2 separate regions of the Capra hircus genome follow, and region 1 is linked to region 2. A link is a contact called in public Hi-C data. All regions are on one chromosome and are shown on one strand. Each heading gives the region's core, a stretch centred on a gene start, on an enhancer-like site or on the middle of the called end of the contact. The rest is flanking DNA. Distances are from core to core; before and after follow the strand shown. Region 1 has its middle 110 kb from the start of CEP57L1. Region 2 holds the start of CD164 (sialomucin core protein 24).

Evidence for each region. A called contact is a pair of places that touch in the nucleus more often than the background predicts.
Region 1: a Hi-C map of blood shows a contact between it and region 2, with 6 times the contacts expected there. The contact joins the enhancer-like site here to the promoter of CD164 in region 2. A contact is called at or near these places in 3 of 5 Hi-C or Micro-C datasets (blood and liver).

The regions. Positions count from the first base shown.
Region 1 is chr9:28,248,101-28,251,306 of ARS1.2, forward strand. No RefSeq gene overlaps it. Among named protein-coding and RNA genes, the nearest start is that of CEP57L1, 110 kb to the right of the region's middle. Within about 2 kb of position 1,956, at least 2 of the 5 cell types and tissues checked have an H3K27ac peak or open chromatin away from gene starts, as enhancers often do.
Region 2 is chr9:28,067,653-28,071,270 of ARS1.2, forward strand. It overlaps CD164 (sialomucin core protein 24), which reads left to right and starts at 2,058. Exons shown (of 5, transcript XM_018053084.1): 1 at 2,058-2,370. The coding sequence starts at 2,181.

The DNA.
Region 1 (3,206 bases), core at 706-3,205, 180 kb after region 2:
GCTCAGATCATGCCTTTCCTCTCAGTTAACCTCAAAGTGTCTGTGAATGACCTAAAGAGTTCAATTGCTATCATTGGCAGCATTTACCTATAGAATAGTTCCTAATAGAACATCATTTTTCAGAATTCACTATCAAATACCTCACATTATTTTCGTTTTGAAATTTCTCATCAAAATCAAGGTCAAATTCAGTTAAAATATCATTGGAGAAAATAAGGTTTCATTGACTATGCTTTGTATAATAGCTTCTGGAATCTTAAGACAATGATATGTGTAATGCCTTGATGATTCTAGAATATAGGGGAGCCTTAAGGGCAGCAGTCAAGCCTGAGCTTGAGATGATGCCAAATGTCCAAGTAAAAAGGAGAGGGGCGCTCTGATGGAGATTATGGGAAGTGAGTAGGGGTTGAAGCTCTTTGAAGACCATGCCTTCACACTGCCACTATTTACCTGTAAGTTTGATGAGCTGACCCCTGGAGAGTCCATTGTTCTTCTATCTCAGACTTCAGTTCAGTCAACTGCGTAGCCAGTTCTTTTTCCAACACCTGGATCCTTTCTGTGGAAGCGATCTTATAAATTTCATCCATGGTTTGCAATTACTACCCTAAAAAAAAGAGCACAAAACTCGTGGCTGAGTCCCTTGGTGACCATTACCCAGTGTGTGAGACTTTGTCTATCATTGCCCAAGAAATCATGTCAACTTTGTGGAAATGTATGCTTTTATAATTTGGAGAAATAGCTGGATTAGACTATCATTTATGAGTTAATGACTGTTTGGTAAATAGTAGAGAAAATACAGGTTATGTCTCCATTGATCATCTTTGTTCAGCCCAGTTCACCTTTAGAAATATCTCTATTTCAGCTTTGATTGTGCTGCTGCTGCTAAGTCGCTTCAGTCGTTTCCGACTCTGTGCGACCCCAGAGATGGCAGCCCACCAGGCTCCCCCGTCCCTGGGATTCTGCAGGCAAGAACACTGGAGTGGGTTGCCATTTCCTTCTCCAATGTGAAAAGTGAAAAGTGAAAGTGAAAAGTGAAAGTGAAGTTGCTCAGTCGTGTCCGACTCCTAGCGAGTCTGATTTATTAAATGAGATTGAATCTCCCCTGCCTGACCTCCATTGTCTTCATAAAGACTTGTGGGGCTTACACACTAAATGTTTGAGTGGTGGTCACTTCTGCTTTCTATCACTTCTGCTGGAACAAATAATAGGTATGTACAGGATCCCTCTACATGCCTAAAACATATCTCCATAACTTTTTTGAAGGCATGAGCTTCTGACCAGAGGGAATAGACTGTGGGTGGACAGCTGTGTAACATGATCATCATCCACGTAACTTTTGGACTCAGAAGAAAATCATGCTTATGTATATGAAAGTATTTTCTTAATTTTAAATGCTTATATTTGTCCTATACCTTTCATAAATAAAATAGTTGATGACCGCAACCCCTCCTACTCCCCACCACCAGTTTACAGCCTGTCAGATTCAATACAACAGTATGCTAAGTACTTAGTGTCAATATTTTTATTAGCAACACAGATTAACTTCATGACCCAGAATGAGACACATCTATTGCAAGAGATTCAGTAGATGACATGTTTCCTCTGCTACTGCTGCACTCATCTGTCCTGGACAAAGGGGTAAAGTCAATCTTGGGCCACCTTAAGGAAGTTTAAAAACTTTAAATCTTCCTTTTAAAGGTTTTTCATTTCCAGAGGTATTTCCTCAAGTTATCTGCTGGATTTTCAAAAAATATGTAAGATCTTGATTTCTTTTGTGTGTGTGTGTAGAGGCTATCTTTGGAAGCCTATTTATTCTTTTTACAAATATTAGAAATGGAAATGAGCATCGTGTTCAGTCAAGGTTGTGAACCTGCAGAGTTATAAATCTGTCATGTTTGGCACACTGCTGGAGCTCAATAAAATGCACTGTTGTTGTTCTCAGCAAAAGCAAAATGTTATGAAAACTATTTGCCACTTGGCAGTGAGTGTCCTTTCAAGTTGGGTAAACAGTTAAACAGCTGCCTTAACAGCTGCATTCCAACTAGCAGCCAAGAGTGGCAGCAACACAGACTGACATTTTTCTCCCAAAGGGTGGACATTCTGCTTTTATTTTCTGATCCATTTTCAACACTTCACAGCTCAGAAATGAGAACGTTTATTCCTGCATCATTTAGCTCGCTACACAGTCAAATACAGTATTCACAAAATTAACATAAGGAGAGGTTGGTCATTGCCAACTGTCCATGAAATGCATCCAACCTAGAGGAATCCACGCCTGTTGAGCACTCATAACTAGTGTTAAAGAGACAAACAACTGTTTATTCTGGGAGGGGGAAAGGTGGGTTCCTTTTATTGAGCACCTACTCTGTGTGAGGCAGGCATTGGGCTCTCATTTGGTCTCAGAAAAGATTCTCAAGAATTGTTTCAGTAGTTTTTTTAAAAAAATAAATACATTTAATTAACTATCAATTGTAAACTAACCAAAATCCCCTTTATTAACTATGTTTAAAAAGTGATAGAATATAAGTTGTAAGAAAAAGATGGTAAGATTAGCTTGAGCAGGGTGTGAGGGTGTTCAGTGCGTAAAGTGGGCTTCAAAGGGTTCAGGGATGTTTAGAAGAGAAATACTTAGTAACTTCAGAGTATTATAGGAAAATGTATAATTAGTGTCAAAAACTTCAAAGTGACTACAAAAAGAATGGAAATGCAACACAGACCTTCCCAAGCTAGTGGGGCAGTTGGGGGCAGTGAGGGACAGGAAATGGGTCTTTTAAATCCAATAGAGGGTAGGAAAAGAGGCTATGGTTTTTCCAGTGGTCATATATAGATGTGAGAGTTGGACTGTGAAGAAAGCTGAGTGCCGAAGAATTGATGCTTTTGAACTGTGGTGTTGGAGAAGACTCTTGAGAATCCTTTGGACTGCAAGGAGATCCAACCAGTCCATTCTAAAGGAGATCAGCCCTGGGATTTCTTTGGAAGGAATGATGCTAAAGCTGAAACTCCAGTACTTTGGCCACCTCATGCGAAGAGTTGACTCATTGGAAAAGACTCTGATGCTGGGAGGGATTGGGGGGCAGGAGGAGAAGGGGATGACCGAGGATGAGATGGCTCTATGGCATCACTGACTCGATGGACATGAGTCTGAGTGAACTCCAGGGTTGGTGAGGGACAGGGAGACCTGGCGTGCTGTGATTCATGGGGTCACA
Region 2 (3,618 bases), core at 808-3,307:
AAACTGGGAGTATGGGATTAACATATGCACACTACTAAAGAGATAAACAAGAACCTACTGTATAGAACATGGAACTATAAAAAATACCTTGTAACGAACTATAATGGAAAAGAATAAAAAACAGATATACTATATATGTATAACTGAATCACTTTGTTCAGTGAAAAAGCACAACACAGTAAATCAACTAGATTTTAATTTTTAAAAATCCTGTATTTTAAATGCCAGTCCTTGATCTGAAACGGTGAAAAAAACTTTTGGAAGTTCTTGATCTAGCTCAACAGATGCCATGTAAAAAAAAATTAAAAAGAAAAAAAACTGGTGATGCTTTTCTAGCCTTAAATCAAGAAAGTGAAATATCCCCCTAAAAACACTAACAAAAATTAGAGGACAAGAGGTAAACACCGAGATGGCAACTTGTAAAACAATGGCCTCCACAGTGAGGTGTGTTTATTTTAGCTTGTAAATAAGACACTCCATCGAGCTATTCAAAGAAAAGAGAATTTATATTTTTAACCTTAAAAATAATAACGGTGGACTACTGGCCTTCATTTGCTCTTGAGTCAGGTTATGCGCTAAATAAATTCCGTGTGAGGGATATCCTGAGAGAAGAGATATCTTTTTTTGTTTGAGGATGGATGCTGCTGCTGCTGCTAAGTCGCGTGAGTCGTGTCCGACTCTGTGCGACCCCACAGACGGCAGCCCAACAGGCTCCCCCGTCCCTGGGATTCTCCAGGCAAGAACACTGGAGTGGGTTGCCATTGCCTTCTCCCGAAGACGGATGAGACCTCACTTACTTGGCTGTATTTTGACGCTTCTTGCCATTGGTTGGATCAGTCAAAAAACGAGTTTTTTGTTTAAATCCAAGCAAATCTCCAACTAGCATAGTTGATGGAACAAATGTTCATAGTCAGGAGGGTACTGATTGGATTTTAGGGTTGGGTTAGGAAAGACTTCAAGTTTAGATTTTTTTAAAGTGCACATGCAGTCTTTTTCGGGGTTTGCATAGCAAAGCAGATCTCAAAAAAGCAACTGATGTCCTATTATTTTAAAGGGTTAATGTTTGTAATTAAAATTATATGATAAATACAAATAGTTGAAAATAAGAGTTAAATACAGCTTTTATGACCGAACTTTAACCACTTGATGTAAGCACGGCTGTACTTGTAAATATTTTTGTGAGACTGGACATCAGATGGCGCTCATCTCACTAAAAGGCTGAGCCGTGATAGGGATTTTGAAATACAGCCCTGAGGCTAAGCAACTGCGCCTTTCGGGCAAGTCTCTTGAGTCTCGGTGTTTTCACCTGTAAAGTGGGATTGGGAACAGACCGGACGAATCTCCAGCCCATACTGTCTTTGATTCTTCGACTACAAAGGGGTCACTGACTAGCTGTTTCTACCGCTGGCTGAAATCCCCAAGAGAAGTCAGGGTGGGAAAGCGCGACAGAAGTAGACGGTGTGCGGCACCTGCAGACTGCTTTCGGTGTTTCAGCCGCTCTCACTAGGTGGGCGGCGGAGCACAAACTCCTTCAACGCGTGGGGTCTCCATCTCCCTGGGGTGTCCAAACACAAGGTTACTTTCAGCGAAATCGACTTTCAAGGGGTAACGCGCGGGTGCTTCGAAGGATACCTATGCAAGCATGCTGGGAACGCCGGACGACTGTGAAAACTTAACTCTTGCCGGGGGTTCTAAGCGAAATGCTCGAAAACAACTTCCGCCCAGCGCGAATCCGTCCGGGAAGGCGCCGCCCCAGAGGTCACATGGGGCCTAGCAAGTCTTTCTCGGGGACGTCGTCGCCACGTCATGTAGGTTGTTCCATCTGAGTCGAGGTGGGATCCTTCTCTATTGCAGGAACGAGAAAAGCCCGGCCGCGCCCTGTGTGGCAACCTGAGGGCAAAGAAAAGAGTTTCCTGCATCTGGCCAGTTGCTTCGATTGGCCAGTACAGTCGCCTGAGAGAAAACCTTTCCTCGGTTTCCTCTCGGTTCCTCCATCCCCCTCCTCCCAGAGGATTCCACTTGGTATCGCCGGCGCCCCGCCTTCGCACGCCGCCCTCATGTGACGCCGGCGCGATCCCGCTGGGGGAGCGGAGTCTCGGAGGCGGCGCTGCAGTGGACGGAGCGACGGACGCGGCGCAGGGTGTCCCAGCTTTCGCTCTAGCGCCAGCGCGGAGGCCGCGATGTCTGGGCTCTCTCGCCCGCTGCTTTTGGCCGTCGGCTGCCTGGCCGCGCTCTGCGTGATCACAGCGGCCAGGAACACCACCGTGGCCCCGAACGTGACTACACCCTCGTCTCCACCGCCCACCACCGCGACAGTCCCGGTGTCACCGACGACTCTCACGCCGCCGCCGGTCACCACTCCAGCACCAGGTGGGCGCCGGCCCAACGGGCTTTCTGCGCTCGCCCGCCCGCCAGTCGGGCCGAGCCGCCCTCCCTGCGTGTGGTGCGCGGGGCCGGGGCGGGCCGCGGTCCGGCAACATGGCGGCCCGTCCGAGTCCGGCTGGGGCCGGGCCGAGGTGGCCGCGGTTGCGGAGTGCCCTGGTTGGAAGGGTTGGTGGAGCCTCGGGGGCGTAGGGTTGTTTGCGGACCCCACAGTGTTCCGCTCCGAGGTGTTGTTTAAAAGCGCCTCGTAATCCCCAGCCTCGCTTCAGGCTCTGAAGAGGGGACGTGGCTTCCTTCTGCGGTGGCGGCAGTGAGGTTGATTGTGGGGCGAGGCGACCTCCTCCAAAGTTGGCGATGAGACCCAACTCCCTCTCCCCGAGGTTAGTCGTTTGTGTCCACCCGGGCAACCCAGGTCGTCTTTTCGAAGGGAGGTTTTTCCCGAAGTTGGCGAAAGAAGGAAAGAGACGCTGGGAGACAGAAATACTCGCTGGTGTCTCAGTGCTGGGTCTGAAAAAACTAGTCGCTTGGGACTTAATTACATAGATTTTGCAGGATATATCTGAAGTTTGAGCATTTAATTAATTAAAACTATATTCGGTGATGTGTGCAAAGGAGAAAAAGTGCCTATTTGTGTACCCGGTGTTTCGCATATATCTCTTAGTATTCTAGGCTAAACTGGAAGATAAGTGGTGAAACCTAGGAGTTGGATGGAGATAAAATAATTCCACTAGAACCCTGTGTTTAGAGATTGTGAAGCTGACATTGGAACCCAGGTCTATCGATTTTTCAGAACCCGGTCGGGACCTTTTTGTTAAGCTCTGACTCCATTTGGGGACTGGTTGAAACGTAAGCTGAGTCTTAGGGCGGAAAAGGCAATGTCATGACAACACGCTCAACAGAGGGGGAGATAAATTTGAGTTAATAAAGTGAAGACCCTCCCTAGATATTTAAAACTTGAGTCCAGTTTGATTGGTTATCCATGTTAATACTGGGTAAGGAGTAACATATTGACCTAAGAATTGCTGCAGTGTAAGAATTTTTCCAGGCCGATCTGTTTGAAAATATCTTCTCTAGTTTTTGTGTTTTATAGGGGTTTAAATAAAATATATAATGAAAGATTGTAAACATCTTTTAATGAGGAAAGTAAATTGCAGTATAATACTGGAGATTCTAACCTCACTATTTCCAAGATGATAGAGCAGAATATGTTTTGTGCTCTTTTGGTGGTTTCCTCCT